Regions from separate parts of the Mus musculus genome. Here region 1 is linked to region 2. Evidence: chromatin contacts called from public HiChIP or PLAC-seq data. All regions are on one chromosome and are shown on one strand. Each heading gives the region's core, a stretch centred on a gene start, on an enhancer-like site or on the middle of the called end of the contact. The rest is flanking DNA. Distances are from core to core; before and after follow the strand shown.

Region 1 (7,473 bases), core at 2,165-4,664, 1.3 Mb after region 2:
CCTACCATGGAGCTTCATCTACAGCCCCCTATATTTCCATTTTTAGATAGGATCTAAATAGCCCAATGCTGGTCAAGCCTCCTGCCTCAGCCTCCCAAGTAACTAAGTCAGTGTGCCTGTGCCACAAAGCCTTGCTTATATAAGTGTTTGTATTCCATTTGGGGGGAGACAGGGATGCTGCTTGCAGCACAAGACACCCAATGGAAACCAGAGGGCAGGCTGCTAGAGTCTGCTACCATGTGGGTCCTGGGGATTCGGTTCCGGTCATCAGTCTTGGTTATACATGCTTTAACCTTACATCCATCTCAGCCCTGGTATAAATTTAATTTTAATGAACAAGAATGAACATACAACAAAGCACTTGGTTTCAGGCAGAAGGAACACCCTAGGTAGGATGCACCTTATGCAGCCGTGGTGTTTCCCATCACAGAATGGGACTCTCAGAGTGGGACTCTCTAAGGAAGAGAGGCTGTTGTGCATGTATGCTTAGCCCTCCGTGTCACATGTCATGGGCTTCACATCTGGTGGTTCAACAAAGGATGGGAAGGGGGGAAGCGCATTCATGTGTGTGGAGGCCATGGGTGTTGTTCCTCAGACAATTGCCTCATTTCTACTGTGTCTCTCATTGGTCTGAAATTTGCCTAGTAGATTACACTGTTTGGCTAACTTGATGGAGCTGTGGGGTCCAGCGTGGGGAGGGAACAAACCTTTTCTCCATCAACTCAGTTCTAGAGTCAGAAATACCTACTGCCTCACCCAGCTTTTTAAAGGGCCTTCAGGGGATCAAACCCCGGTGCTTATGCTTGCACGGGAACTAACATTATTGACTGAGCCATCTCGCCAGCTCTAGGAAGTACTCATTAAAGTTATGTCTATCCTGAAGAGGTACATACTTTTTCTTATAATTAGTCCCCTAGAACAACATTACAGCATGCCAGCAATTTCTATACCACTTACTGTGTGCTCTGTGCTATCTGCAACCTAGAGATATTTCAAGTGCACAGGAGGCTGGATGTAGGCTCTGTGCCAATCCACTGATGTTTGTAAGGGCTTTAAGCAGGTTGGCTTTGGGTATCTTTGATAGATACTGGAGCCAATTCCCAGAGGATATTCAGGAATAAGTACAAGTGTAATGTCTTGGGGCTGATACCCAGACAGAAGGAGATGGTCTTCAACCTAAAAACAGATAGGGTTTCTGACTTGTCACTGGGCTCTGCATAGCAGGAAGCAAGATACTGGGGCATGGTCCCAGTTTCTAAGCATTGTGCTTCTGGGACCTTTATCTCCTCATGTCTCCCTCCACTGGTGGCTGCTGCTTTATTGGCAGCCTAAGGGGGAGCCTTCGGCATCTTCATCTTTACATATTAACCGTAGCCCGTCTTAGCTGGATCATTCCAGCATTTCAATTCTGAACAGTAAGCGAGAGCCTACAGCTGGGCTTTTTCATTGTGGTTGGTGGTGGGGTTTTGTCACTTGCTTTGTTTTATTCATTATAACTCTGGGAGGAATACAGATTTATACGTGTACGAAGAAGGGGACAGAGGCCACTTCACATGGGCCTTATTTTAGCGTGCGTGAACTGACAATGGTGTACTAGAGCATACGGGGCCAGGAAGTCAATGTCACTGGCCTTCTTACTAGAGCATACAGGGCCAGGGAGTCAGTGTCACCGGCCTTCTTCAATTGCTTTCTACTTTATGTGTTTAGACAGAGTCTCTTGTTAAACCTTGACTGTGCCCAGTCAGCTAGATTAATCAGACAGTGAGCATCAGGGATGCCCCTCTCTCTACATCCCCAGAGGGGGATGCACTCAGCTTTTCAAGTGAGTGCTAGGGTTCCAAAACTAGGGTCTCAGGCTTATGTGACAAGGACTTTACCCAAGCCATCTCCTTGGCCCCACTCTTATTTCTGTTTTGATATAGCATCCCATGCATCCTAGGCTGGCCTCAAACTTGCTAAGTAGCCAAGGGTGCCATTGAACGTCAGGTCCTCCTAGCTTGCATCCCAGGTGCTGGGATGAGAGGCATGCACTATCACTTCTGGTTCCAAGTGGGCTTCACACACAGCATCAACTGAAATGAAACTTCTGGAGAGGAAATCTTTTTGGAGTGCCCACATAGGGGCCTCAAGGTAAGGCTGTCTTCAACCATGTCCATAAAGTGTGCATGAGAGTTTGTGTTTTCTGACTGGATTGCATAGTGCCAGGGAATTTGTGAACCATTTCCTGTGGCATTGTTTTCTTAGATAGCCAGAACTTTATAGCAGAAGAAGAAAGATTCTCTTCAGTTATGTGGAGTGAAGAAACTGAAGCCCAGAGAGGCTGACAGAATGGCCAGAGCTTCCCTTTGTGTCTCTGTCTTTGAACTTTTCCCTAAGCATGTGGGTGGAGGCTCCTTTGTTGAGATCTGGTGTAATGATGGCCATGCTACTCTGTGACCCGAGGCTCCCATCTGCTTAAACTTGCCGGGGTTCCAGACCCAGTGGCATAAGCCTGTGGTCCCAGCATCTTGGGAAGCTGGGGCAGTGCATTGCATGAGCCCAGGAATGGGAAACCAGCCTAGAGTTAAGAGCTCCATCTCTAAATAAATAAAAATATAAATAAACTTAGCTGAGCATAACACTGGGAGACAGAGACAGAGCATTCGTCACGGGCTCGCTGGCCATCTTAGCCAGTTGGTCCAGCTCTGGGTTCAGTAAGGGATGCTGTCTCGAAAAATTGGGTGGAGAGGATTTGAGGAAGACATTCAACATCGTCCTCTAACTTACATATGAGTGCACACGCATGCGCGTGCGTGCACACACACAAAATAAGGTTGGCAGAGGACAATATCTCATTTCCATCAATGACCTTCACATGCACACACATGCATGCAACCCACCCCACACATACACACACATACACACACATACACACATACATACACACACACATACAGACACACACACATACACACATACACACACATACATACATACATACATACAAATAAACACACACACATACTTTTCCTAGTTAGAACCTCTATCTCTCAGAGACGACTGCAGCATCTCACTGTCGTCTGACCCCAGTAGCATCCTCCAAAGACCTTTGCCAGTGCTTGGAGAAGCCATGAGCTCAACGGCAACCATCAGGGCATGAGAGAGGGGAGCCTTTTAGCCTCCCACCTCGTTGTGCTGCTCAGGCCTCTGTTCTGTGGCTGCAGGTAACTACCCCCAAGGTAAACAAACCCCACTGCAGCTGTCTTCAGAGAGATGTGCACTTCAGAGATAAGACCCACCGCCCCTGGTTTATGATCCTAGTTGCTGAGAACAGGATGTTCACCCGCAAACACACCACCCTGACCTCCCATACTCCTGTGCTGATTAAAATGAAACCCTTTGCTTATGAACTCGCTCTCCTGGCAGAACCAAAGCTCAGAGAGGCATTTTCCCCCAGGGGAGAAAATCTAATTTCTGGAAGGTATGGTTCCCCACAGCAGGCTGCCTTGTGGTTTAGACAAATAATGCAAAAATCCCCAACAACCCAACAAAGAGCCTGCTCTCATTATAGGACAGCCTTTTATTTTAGTTTAGTTTATTATATCATACTTTATTTTTCATCCTGCTAATAAATTTTGGCTCCTCCCCCCCTCCCCTTAACTCCAATATCTTCTGTGGTACAGAAAAGTAAATCTGAACTGTAAGCTAGTCCTGACCTAACTACTTATTAAAAACACTAATATGCTTGACAGCTTTGAAGTCTGCCGCACAACAAAGGGAGTGAGTTAGTCTGGGCCACTGTAATCCATGGTTTGTCACTAAGTTATGACACCCAGCAGAGCCGTGTGACAGTGCAAATCAATCACCCCTCGCGCTCTGCGGGGCCTTCCCTGCCTCCCCGCAGAGACTCTGCAGTTTAATTAGCTTTCTTCACACCACCTCAGTGTATGGCTGCAGCCTCAGCAAGAAAGAGACAGGGAGGACAGGTTCTCAGAAAGTGGGGGCCGTAAGAAAGTTCATATCGTGGAAAGAAAAAAATAAGTCTGGAGAAAGAAACATCAGAGACCTTTGTAGTTTGGGCCTTAGATGCGTCAGGCCTGAGATACACAGATGTGGGGTCCCCAGTATTGTTAAATGCAGACTTTCAAAGCAATGGCATGCAGCCTTTGCGGAAGAGCTATCAGATGGTAGCAAATGGTGTTTTTTTTTCTTCTGGCTAGTCTATGGGTTGTTTTTTCTTTTTTCTTTTTCTTTTTTCCTTTTTGTTTTTTTTTTCCCTTTTTCTTTCACTCCCACTCTCCTTCTCTGGTGGATCCTGCAGGAATTCTTTGCACCCCAGTCCTCTGGAGCCCACTGACATGAAGGAGCGAACACCCCAAGGCTGCTCAACTTCTACAGAACTGTGGATGAATTCCTGTGGGCGAATGGCACTCCTGAGGGCAAAAGCTTGCTTCTCTGTTCATTTCGCTGCGATAAATAACGTCAGCCAAAGAAGAAAACAGAACCGAGGCTGGCAAGTTGGGAGTCATTGACAGGGACTGCAGGGGTGAGAACAAATCAGGCCACCGTGTCACACACAGAGTGACACTTTTGTCCTGGCCCTGGGGGGAGTGGGACAGATGAGATCAAACTGGTCCTGCCTGGGTTGGGGGTGTCCAGATGCTGCCTGGTTTCTCTGAAACACCATTTACTGATGAAGGAGGGCAGAAGGCAGCCAGGCAGCTGTTACGACTTGCTGGCCTCAGTCGTACTGATTTAAGGCAGTCGGAGAGTGATCTTTCACCTTTGAGAATTCTCTTTCCTTGCTTGGTTTTAAGGAAAGGGTTAGCACATGGCAGAGGCCAGGAGGGTTTATCATGCCCCATTGTGTCTGTGTAATTCAGGTGGCAGACTGTGTCTCCTACAGGGGGAGGGGGGAGTGTCTAATGTGTCTGAGGATATGTCTTCCTTCGTGCATGTGCACACATGCACATGCATATGGAGACCAGGCATCCGTATTGGGTACCTTCCTCCATCACTCCCTTCTCTGTTTTTTTGGTTTTTTGTTTTTTTCTTTTTAGAAAGGACCTTTCTGGAGATCTCTGATTCTGCTAAGCTGGCTGGCCAGAAAGCCCCAGGGATCTAGATCTGTCTGTCTCCATCTCCCAAGCTCTAGGTTACAGGTGCACACTCATGTAGTCTATGCTAGACTAAACTCAGATCTTCCTGCTTACCCAGAAAGCATGAAATGGGCTGAGACTCCACAGCTATGAGAGAATGTGACCTTCAAAAGGATATTCCAGGCACTCCACATCCTCCTTAAACCAACTGCTATAAACTAACAAAACGTGGGCAGCCTTGAGATGTTCTTCCTACCTCTCATAAGAGGTGGTTTTGGTACTCACTCCTGCCCCTTTTGTTACATCAGTCATGTTACCTTGGCACTACGCAGTCAACTGCTCCTATTTCTATACCTCTAGCAACCCCAGCTTACCGGAGATGGCACCAAGTAGGGGCCTAGCCCAGCCCACAGAGTTTTCTGCCCCACATCAAAAGGTCACATGGTCATTGCTAAAAAGAAATGCATTGATAAAACATACAAAGAGATGAAAAAACAAATGCATATTGTTCAGTTAAAAGAGACCAATCTGAAGGTAGGCTACAAATCACACGGACCCAAGTTCTTTATGACATTCTGGAGAAGGCAAAGTTGTGGAAACAAGGAAAAGATCAGGCTTTCTGGGGACAAGAAAAGCATCTTGGGAGATGGCTTAATTGGTAGAGAGCCTGCCTGCCACACAGGAGGGAGGGCCTGGGTTCTGATCTCTGGTATCCACACAGAAAGCCGAATATGGTTGCTTACATTTGTAACTCTAGTGGTTGGATCGGGAAGGAGAAGCTGGAAGTCTCCGGAGCTAAGTGACACCTACCCTAGTTAATCTGTGAGCTCTGGGTTCAGTGAGAGATCCCGTCTCAAAAAATGTAAGGCAGAGAGCAATCAAGGAAGACATTCACTGTTACCTCTGGTCTCCAGAGACAGGTGCACACATTCACCCCCACACATACACATCATACACATACACACACCATACACACCACATACCACACACACACACACATGCACACATACCACACACACCACACACATGCACACATACCACACACACACAAACACACACCATACACACCACACACCATACACACCACATACCACACACACACATGCACACACACCACACAATCAAACACACACATCACACACAAACACACACCACATACCACACACACACACACATACACACACACAATGCACACATGCCCCCCACACACAAACACACACATCACACACACACAAACATATACCATACACACCACATACCACACACACACACACACACACACACACACACACACACACACACAGACACAGACACAGACACAGACACAGAGAGAGATCAGGCATTGTCAAGAGCTGGAGAAGGAGAAAGGAGTAAGAGAGCCAAGGCATTTGTACATGTTTATAATATTAATATTTTAGTGACTGCATGACATAATGGATTTTATTATGACATTTTTACACACACATATCATTTTATTTGCTCACATTTGCCTCTCAGTACCCTTCCCTTGTCCCCAGTTCTTGATGTTACACAAGGTGTGTTTCAGACAGCAAGCCTCCTATAGACCACTATATTTATATATGAGTTATCAGCGCAGCATGAGCTTTAATGGAAACCCTGGCCTCCAGCTAATGATGGTGTGTCCACACCCAGGCTTCATTTGTCCCAAAGGTATCACAGGGATGCAAACTGTGAGTAATAGAGAGGTGGGGGTGGGCACAGAGAGGGACTCTGTAGCTTCTACCCTTTGTGTGCGTGCAAACTTAAAACTGTTCAAAAGAATAAAGTCTGCTAATTAACGTTTGTAAAGAAGGTCAAAGGGACAAAAGCCACAAAAGCAGGGGGTAGGGGAGAGGAGACTGGGCCTGCAAGCCTTCTCTCCCTGTGAGGTCTGTGTTGTAGTTCTCTGCCAGAAGGGAGCCACTGAAACCGCCCATTACCTGCGAACTGCCTTCGCCTTCAGCAGCTGGCTTCCTTCCGATTCCCTCTGAGCATTTAGCAGCGGTGGTCCCGAGTGTGACACCTGAGTCCAAAGGCTGACCTCATTCTCTGTGACCTCCATAAGAAACGGCATCTCTTCCAATGCGTGGGTGTGAGCAGTGTTTTGATATTCTGGAACAATATTTATTTAGGGTCGTTAAGACAGGGTCTCACTGGGTAGCCCAGGTTGACCTCAAATATTGATACACCTGCTTCTTCCTCCTGTGCATTGAACTTATAGATGTGTGTGTGTGTCCTGGTGCCCGGATCTTGAATCATCATGTGTGTGTACAAGTGTGCCTACAATGTGTGTGCACACGTGTGTGCTTGTATAGGTGTTTGTATGTGCTTACTCGTGTGTATTGAGGCTTTAGGTGTATTTTTCCTCGGGTAATATATAACTTTTTTTTTCAAA
Region 2 (7,036 bases), core at 3,402-5,901:
GGGAAGAGTGTTGTTCAGGCTCAACCTTGTAGCATGGGGTCTCTTAGAGGTCTGAACCTTAGGAGACCGTGTGTGTTTTGTGGTTCATGGTGGGTGTGGAGCCTTGGCAGATGGTCCTACACTCCTGCTTCTGTGCCTAGGGTCTGCTTTTCTCTCCATGTCCAAATGGTACTTCCATCTCTTGATGTCCGAGCAGGACACGATCTATACCTTCCACATTACAAAATGAAAAGAAATTAAACAAACATTCATCGATGATACCTGAGACAGAAATGATTTTATTTCCCCTTCATCCCTGGCCTTGTCCAGAGATAGACAAAGAGATGCATAATGGGTTGAAGGTAGGAGGGGGAGGGCGGAATTGTGACTGGTAGGGACAAGCTAGTCCAGGACACAATGGAAAAAGAGCAATGGAGTCAGAAGTAGAGAGACAGAGAGACACACACAACGAGGGAGAAGAGTGTGTTATGCAATCTGTGCACCGGTTGTACATCCTCGATTAAAATGCTTTCCTGCCAACCCCCCAACCTGGGGTCTCCTGAGTAGCCAAATACATGGCTCTCTATTTTTTAATGGCAACCCAGAAGCTGCTGGGGAAAGGGCAGGGTAACATGGCGGGAAGAGCTCTGTAGCGATAAAGAGGTTCAAACCTAGCTGGTTGCTTCCTGTCTGGGTGTCTCTGGGCAGGTCCCAGAACTGTCCTCTCTTGCCTGCCCATGAGGGTGAGGGCAGTACCTTGAAGAGCGGTGTGAACTTGCTGGAGAGCACTGTGCACCTGAGACTTCTGACATTTGTCCAGGGGAGAGCCAGGTGGGTGGAGGGGAGCTGGGGCAAGGTCAGCTCTGCTGAAGCTGGGTACAGCAGCTGTCCCTGTCAGGTGTCTCTGTGGACACCTTAGGGGAGAGGGCTGGGCCCTCCAGGTCTAAAAGGCACAGGAAACATTCAGGAAATGGAGTTGGCTGTTTGTGAGCTACCAGCTAACCCATCCGACTCCCTGAGCTGCACTTGAGACACTTATACACAGCGTGCTGCAGTAGTCTGGTTTAGCCAAATGTTTCCTCTTTTCCACTCCTCCTCTTAATTTAGATGTCATGCTTGTGTGTGTGTGTGGTGCAAGTGTCATGTGTGTGTGCAGATGTCATGTGTGTGTGGGGGGGTGCCAGTGTCATGTGTGTGTGCAGATGTCATGTGTGTATGCAGATGTCATGTGTGTGTGTACAGATGTGTGTGGGGTGCAGCTGTCATGTGTGTGTGGAGGTGCAGATGTCATGTGTGTGTGTGTGTGGTGCAGATGCCATGTGTGTATGTGGTGCAGATGCCGTGTGTGTGTGTGTGTGTGTGTGTGTGTGTGTGTGTGTGTAGATGCAGATGTGATGTGGGGGGTGCAGATGTCATGTGTGTGGAGATGCAGATGCCATGTGTGTGTATGGAGGTGCAGATGTCATGTGTGTGTGGAGGTGCAGATGTCATGTGTGTGGAGGTGCAGATGTCATGTATGTGGGGGGTGCAGATGTCATGTATGTTGGGGGTGCAGATGTCATGTATGTTGGGGGTGCAGATGTCATGTGTGTGTGGAGGTGCAGATGTCATGTGTGTGGAGGTGCAGATGTCATGCATGTGGGGGGTGCAGATGTCATGTATGTGGGGGTGCAGATGACATGTGTGTGGAGGTGCAGATGTCATGTGTGTGAGGTGCAGATGTCATGCATGTGGGGGGTGCAGATGTCATGTATGTGGGGGGTGCAGATGACATGTGTGTGGAGGTGCAGATGTCATGTGTGTGTGGGGTGCAGATGTCATGCTTATGTGTTTGTGGGGGGTTCTAGAAAACAGGAAGAAATAGTTCATTTTACCCACAAAAGCCAATAAAGTAGCAGTAACCCTCCAAAACACTTCTTGGTGTCCCTAGGGAGTGGCCAGAGGCTAACTGTTCTGTCCTGGTCTCAGTCCCTGGCCACGTGCTGGCCTGCGTCACAGGGGGCATCAGTGGCTCTGGGAGCTGTCTGCCTCCTTGCTGTGTTATGAGAAAAGCTGGCAGTTCCCGCCCAGTTATGGATCTGAGCATTGGACAAAGAATCTTGAACCAACTCTCACAGCCTTGAGTCTCGGGGGGATGCTCTGGTCCTGGTACACCCAGTAGGTACAGCCTGCTCATTCCTCAGAACCCCCCAAGCTTTGGGGAATAACAGAGGCAGCCCAGTTCTTTCCGTGAAGTCCCCCAGATGGCTCCCTCTGCCAGGCGAGCCAGCTGCCCTGATCAGCCCGGGGCTCTCTTGATGAACAGTGAGTTCAAACGGCTCGAGGCAGCTGGCAAGATGCTAAGTGCAGCATCAATCCTAATTAGGATGAGGGATTAATAAAGAAGGCATTGGAGTCACCATGCAGGCCAGGCTTGCCTGCGCTCAAGTTTCCCTTGGGAAACGGGAAGGTCCAAGCTCCGTGGGTTTCTTGGGATGGGGGTGGGAGGTGGCATCCAGTGGAGCCTGTGAGGCAGAACTCACACAGCTCTGCAGCCCTTGCTCTCTAACTCAGGTGCGGTGGCAGGTAGTGACGTGGGTACATTCTCCAGATGAGAAGTGTAGGTGTTCACGATCTGAGCAACTGCATGCCCAAAAATTATGTTTTTTTTTCAGAAGAAAAGGGGGGTGTCATCGTGGGCCCACCACTTCCTTTGTGAGGCGTTCTTTCCCCCTTAACTATTGATCTCACAACTCTGTCATCTACAAACCGCTCAGAGCTAGCATAAAACTCCAAAGTGCAGAAGCAGTCCTGATCTGGACTCGGAATTGGAGGACAGAGATGGACAGGAGCCCAGGGTCTGGCGGGGACAGTGGGGGGGGGGGTATCACTAAGTCAAACCTCACAATGCCTCCTTTCATATGATTCAAAACGCGTCCAGGAAGGGCTATCTTTCTAAGAGCTGGCCCTCCTGTGGCATCCCACCACACTTAAGTAGCTGAAGGGAGGAGAGGAGGGAAGAATTTCCTCAATTTCCCAGGGGCGGAGTGCACACGAGAAATGGTGACGGAAAGAAAGTCGAAACACTACGCAAGGATTTTTGAGAAATTAAAGCAATGATCGCCAGTTCCCCTGATCTGTCCCCAGTGTCAGAGACCAACCAGCCGATCTGACTACAACCTGGCAGAACCAGACCGCCCCTCCGTAGACACCTGTTAGTTCGAGTTTCCGTTGGGCATGAGGGCGCCAGGAGGGCTAAGAAGCCTAATGCATTTCCGGCGTCGGAGGTTTCTGCCTCGCGCTCCTAGAAGCTGTCCCCACAGTCCAAGGGACTCAATCCCTATCTCTAGATGCATTTCAACCGAAGCACACCTCTCAAGTCTCTGTATACTAGGGGGGTCACAGAGCCCCGCCCTGCCCTAACAGCGACCACGCCCCTCCCAGCCCACTCTTGGTCCGCTGTTGACTCTCCTCTCCCCAGTTTGGTTCCTACGGAGGTCTCTTGCCGACTTCGTGCTGAGGGGCAGTGACCCAGGGCTTGCTGCCTCAGTTACGGGAGACGCGGCGCGGTTCCCCTCTTGTACCCATCGCGCAGAGAGGAGTGAGTCTGTGGTGTCAGGGATCAAGAGAAGGCCGGCCGGCTGGAGCTACCTGGCTCCCCCAGAACCGCTTGGGGCCCAACCTGTACCCCGCCCTTACCCTCTCAGTTGGGGGCTTGGAGTGAGCGCCTAGCTGCCCCGGGGCTCCCCGCCCCCGGCCGGCCCCGCCCCAGGATGGCCAGTTCCCATAGCAATCGCACAGACACCGGTTGCCAAGCAACCCCTCCCCCTCCTCCCGCGTCCGCTTTCCCCCCAACCCTAGACTCCTCCCGCCCCCACGCCAGCCTCCACCTCCCCCAGGGGCGCCGGCGAGGCCCCTGGGGATCGCTCCGCTCTCGGGTTGCGCGCGCGTGCGTGAGTTTCTGTGTGTTTCATTGTGTCTGTGCGCGAGGGGGTGTGCGCGTGCGAGCCGAGAGTTTGTGGGATCGGTGTGTTGGGGAGGTCCCCAGCCTAGAGGGACCCGAGGCTGCTGCGCCCGTGTCCACTCGGGAACCCACCCTCCCAGCTTTAGGTTCTTTGTGTCTCGCGTGGAGCCAGCGCCGCGCCCACCCCTCCCCCGGCCCACTCCCCGGGGCAATGTGTGCGTGTGCATGTGTGCGTGTTATGTGTGTGCGTTGGGGGTAGGGGTCCTACCTTCGATGCAACACACCCGCCACAGTCCCGAATGGGTGAGGTCGCCGCGAGCGCGGCGGGGCGGGGGCCCGTCGTCCATGGTCAGGTTGGTGCCGTTGCAGATGTGCGCGCTGGAGTACAGCCAGTAGTCGGTGCCGATGGCGATGGCCATGAGCGAGAAGGCGGCGAAGGCTCCGGCCGTGGTCAGCAGCATCTGCAGCCCGCGGTCGCATCGCACCATGGTGGGCGCCTCATAGTCCGCCGCCCGCCGGCCCGGCCCGCCGCGCCCGCCCGCCCTCCTCCCTCGGCGCGCGGCTCCGGGGGCTCCAGGGGCTGGGGGGCCGAGGGCCGGGGGGCGGCGCCGCGCTGCGCGCTCCGACCCCGCGCCCCGGGCGTGCCTGCGCTCCGGCTGCGCGGGGCTCAAACTCCGAGGCGCGGCGGCGAGTGAGGGCTGCGCGGGCTACGCGGGCCGCCGGGCGGGCTGGCGGCGGCGGCAGCGGCGGCGGTGGCGGCCGGGGGCTCCTCCCTCTCGGCCCGCCCTCCCCTCCGCTCTTGGCCCGCGCCCTCCGCGCCTCCACCCACCGCCCGCCGCCCGGCGCGCTCTCTCGGCGCCGCCCCTCCGCCTCTGGCCCCGCGCTCGCTCTCCCACGGCCGGGATTTTCCCTCCCCTCTCTCCCCTCCCTGCGCTCACGCGCGCTCTCTTTTCTCTCCCAGGCTTCATTCACATTATCAGAGCGAAGGAAGCCGAGGGAAAGAAAGATTGGTTCCCTGGAAGGACCCCGGGGAAGCTGCGTCTCCAGTCACCTCTCTTTCCAACCCGGGACAGCCAGGATCTCCTTAGTCCCCAGGATTCTGTATCCCATTCTGTGGGATGGAGATTGCGTCCCCTTTCCTTCTTTCCCCACGGCCTTATGGCTGTACCTGGTTATGAAGGTCTAGGCAGGGATGTACTGTGAGACTCCTCGCGTTTCCAAAGGGCCCAGATGTGGGTCACAGACGGGAGACATTCTTTATGGGCCAAGCCAGATGAAGATCACCTCCATTTCAACCGAAGCAAGCCAAGGGGTTCTAGCAGGCACTGGGGAGCTCTGGACTTCTTCGAAGGGGGACTGAGGATGTGACACACTACAGTCACACTTCTGATAGTCCATTGCTGATAGAGGCAGGAACACCAGCAACTACATTGTAGCCTCCAGCTGTTTCTTCTCCCTGTCCTTCTCTGAACCTTTACTTTTTCTCCGGTTGGCTCTTCCTCAGCCTAACCGGCTCTTCCTCACCTCCCCTTAACCTTGTCAGACTCTGCCTCGGGGCCTCTGGCCTCTTCCCTTAATTGCTTTTGGTGCTGGCAGGGTCCCAAGCTGGATACACTCCGAGCTCCTTGGAGCCAGGCTCCTTCCTTGCCACCCAGTTCCCCTCCTCCCCTGCAGGAGGCCTGAAACCCACGGGGGGGGGGGGAACTCAGGCCATTTCTTACACCCTTGTCCCTGTTGCATCCTCGAGGGTTGTTCTGTGGGCTGCTGTTCTGACCCCCTGGGATTGAAAGAGACACATGGAAAGCTGCTGCCCTTGCAATTTTACCTCCCGGGCCACTTTCCCAGCTTTCCTCAGAGAAAATAAATGAATGACCCCAGCCTCAGAGCACTCACTGTTCTTCCTCTCTGGAGAGTGTGAGCTCCCCCCTCGTATATAGCCGTGTGTGGTAGCAATGTGCAAATGTTTGCCCTGGGAAAAATTATCTTTTGCTGGGAGAAGGGAATATAAACAAATAGAAAAAAAAAACCAGAATAATAAAATGTGAGGGCCAGGCTGACTAGCCCAATCAGCGTTGCTGGCCTTTTCCTCTGCCTTTGGGGGGTGTCTGTTCTGCTTTCCAAAGTTTCAAAGGACGAGAGTTATTGCTTTTCTTCCCTTAAAAAAAATCACTGTCATCTAGGGCTGTATTGTCTACCCAGCAGGTGCCTGATATCCGGCTGAATGGACCAGAAGGCATGTGATGGTTTCTCCTGTTTCAGGGCAAGGCTGCTCACCTCTGTCTCCAGGAGCCTCCAAGATGAACTCAAGGTTCTGTGCTCTGAGAGATTTTTGATTTTTGGGGGGGGAGTCAGCCAGTCTTTGTTTCAGAGGTAATCCTTAACAGTGGGCCAACACAAACAAACCTGGTGTCCTGACTGCTGAGGAAATGAGGTGGAACACGCCGCGCCCCGACCCCCTCCCACCCCCCTTCCCACCCCCCCCACCCCCCCACACCTCGCAGCTGGAAGCTCCTCTGTGCTCCTCAGAGTTCCATGAAGCAAGGTGTGAAAACCCACATCCGGGTTAGCCAGGTGCTGGGTTACACAGAAACATCCTCTGGCCTGCACTAGTTAGAGCTTTCTCCTAGGATCTTGGAAGAAACCAATGCAGTAACCTAATTCATCTTCCAGGGGGTGGGTGGGGAGTAGATTTCCCCTCATGCCTTCTTAGGTAACTGTGAGATAATATCCAAGCAAGCAACCCCGAGTCACACAGGAGGTAGGACAGACGTCTTCAGCTCTAGGAAGCAAGTTGGACCAGCTTTTGTACTGTACCCACAGAGGGGCTTGGAGTGTCTTGGAGAGATCTAGAGATGGGACCTGGGCTTAAGATCATTACCACCTTGGTAGTGAACAGCTTGATTTGGACAAGCCATGACTACCTGGGAGGGAGATTCTTCTCTGGTATGCCTTTCAGATTTGCTTTGCAGGTCTCAGCCTTGGACACACATGCGCTGGACAGTTATTTGTGAATTAGTGGCAAATGCCACTTCTCTCTTGGAGACAGAGATTAGGATGCACTCTGGGCACATAGAGGGCATTCTGTGAGTTCTCACTATTGCCCCTCCACACCTC

Evidence for each region. HiChIP or PLAC-seq counts read pairs in DNA pulled down with a chosen protein or histone mark.
Region 1: a contact with region 2 is called in an H3K27ac HiChIP or PLAC-seq map of T-cell acute lymphoblastic leukemia, with 4 times the contacts expected there. The contact joins the enhancer-like site here to the promoter of Cacng4 in region 2. A contact is called at or near these places in 6 of 39 promoter capture datasets (cranial neural crest, embryonic stem cells, hippocampal neurons and 2 more), 2 of 115 datasets of contacts at active chromatin or transcription factors (T-cell acute lymphoblastic leukemia and stem cell-derived neural progenitor cells) and 1 of 9 other capture datasets (embryonic stem cells).

The regions. Positions count from the first base shown.
Region 1 is chr11:109,103,122-109,110,594 of GRCm38.p6, forward strand. No RefSeq gene overlaps it. Among named protein-coding and RNA genes, the nearest start is that of E030025P04Rik, 38 kb to the right of the region's middle. Within about 2 kb of position 3,415, at least 28 of the 459 cell types and tissues checked have an H3K27ac peak or open chromatin away from gene starts, as enhancers often do. A contact at or near this core is called in T-cell acute lymphoblastic leukemia, where this site is marked.
Region 2 is chr11:107,790,055-107,797,090 of GRCm38.p6, forward strand. Cacng4 (calcium channel, voltage-dependent, gamma subunit 4) reads right to left here and starts at 4,652. Exons shown (of 4, transcript NM_019431.4): 1 at 4,191-4,652. The coding sequence starts at 4,410. It overlaps Gm11650 (predicted gene 11650), which reads left to right and starts at 3,818. Exons shown (of 2, transcript NR_165828.1): 1 at 3,818-3,911; 2 at 4,884-5,799.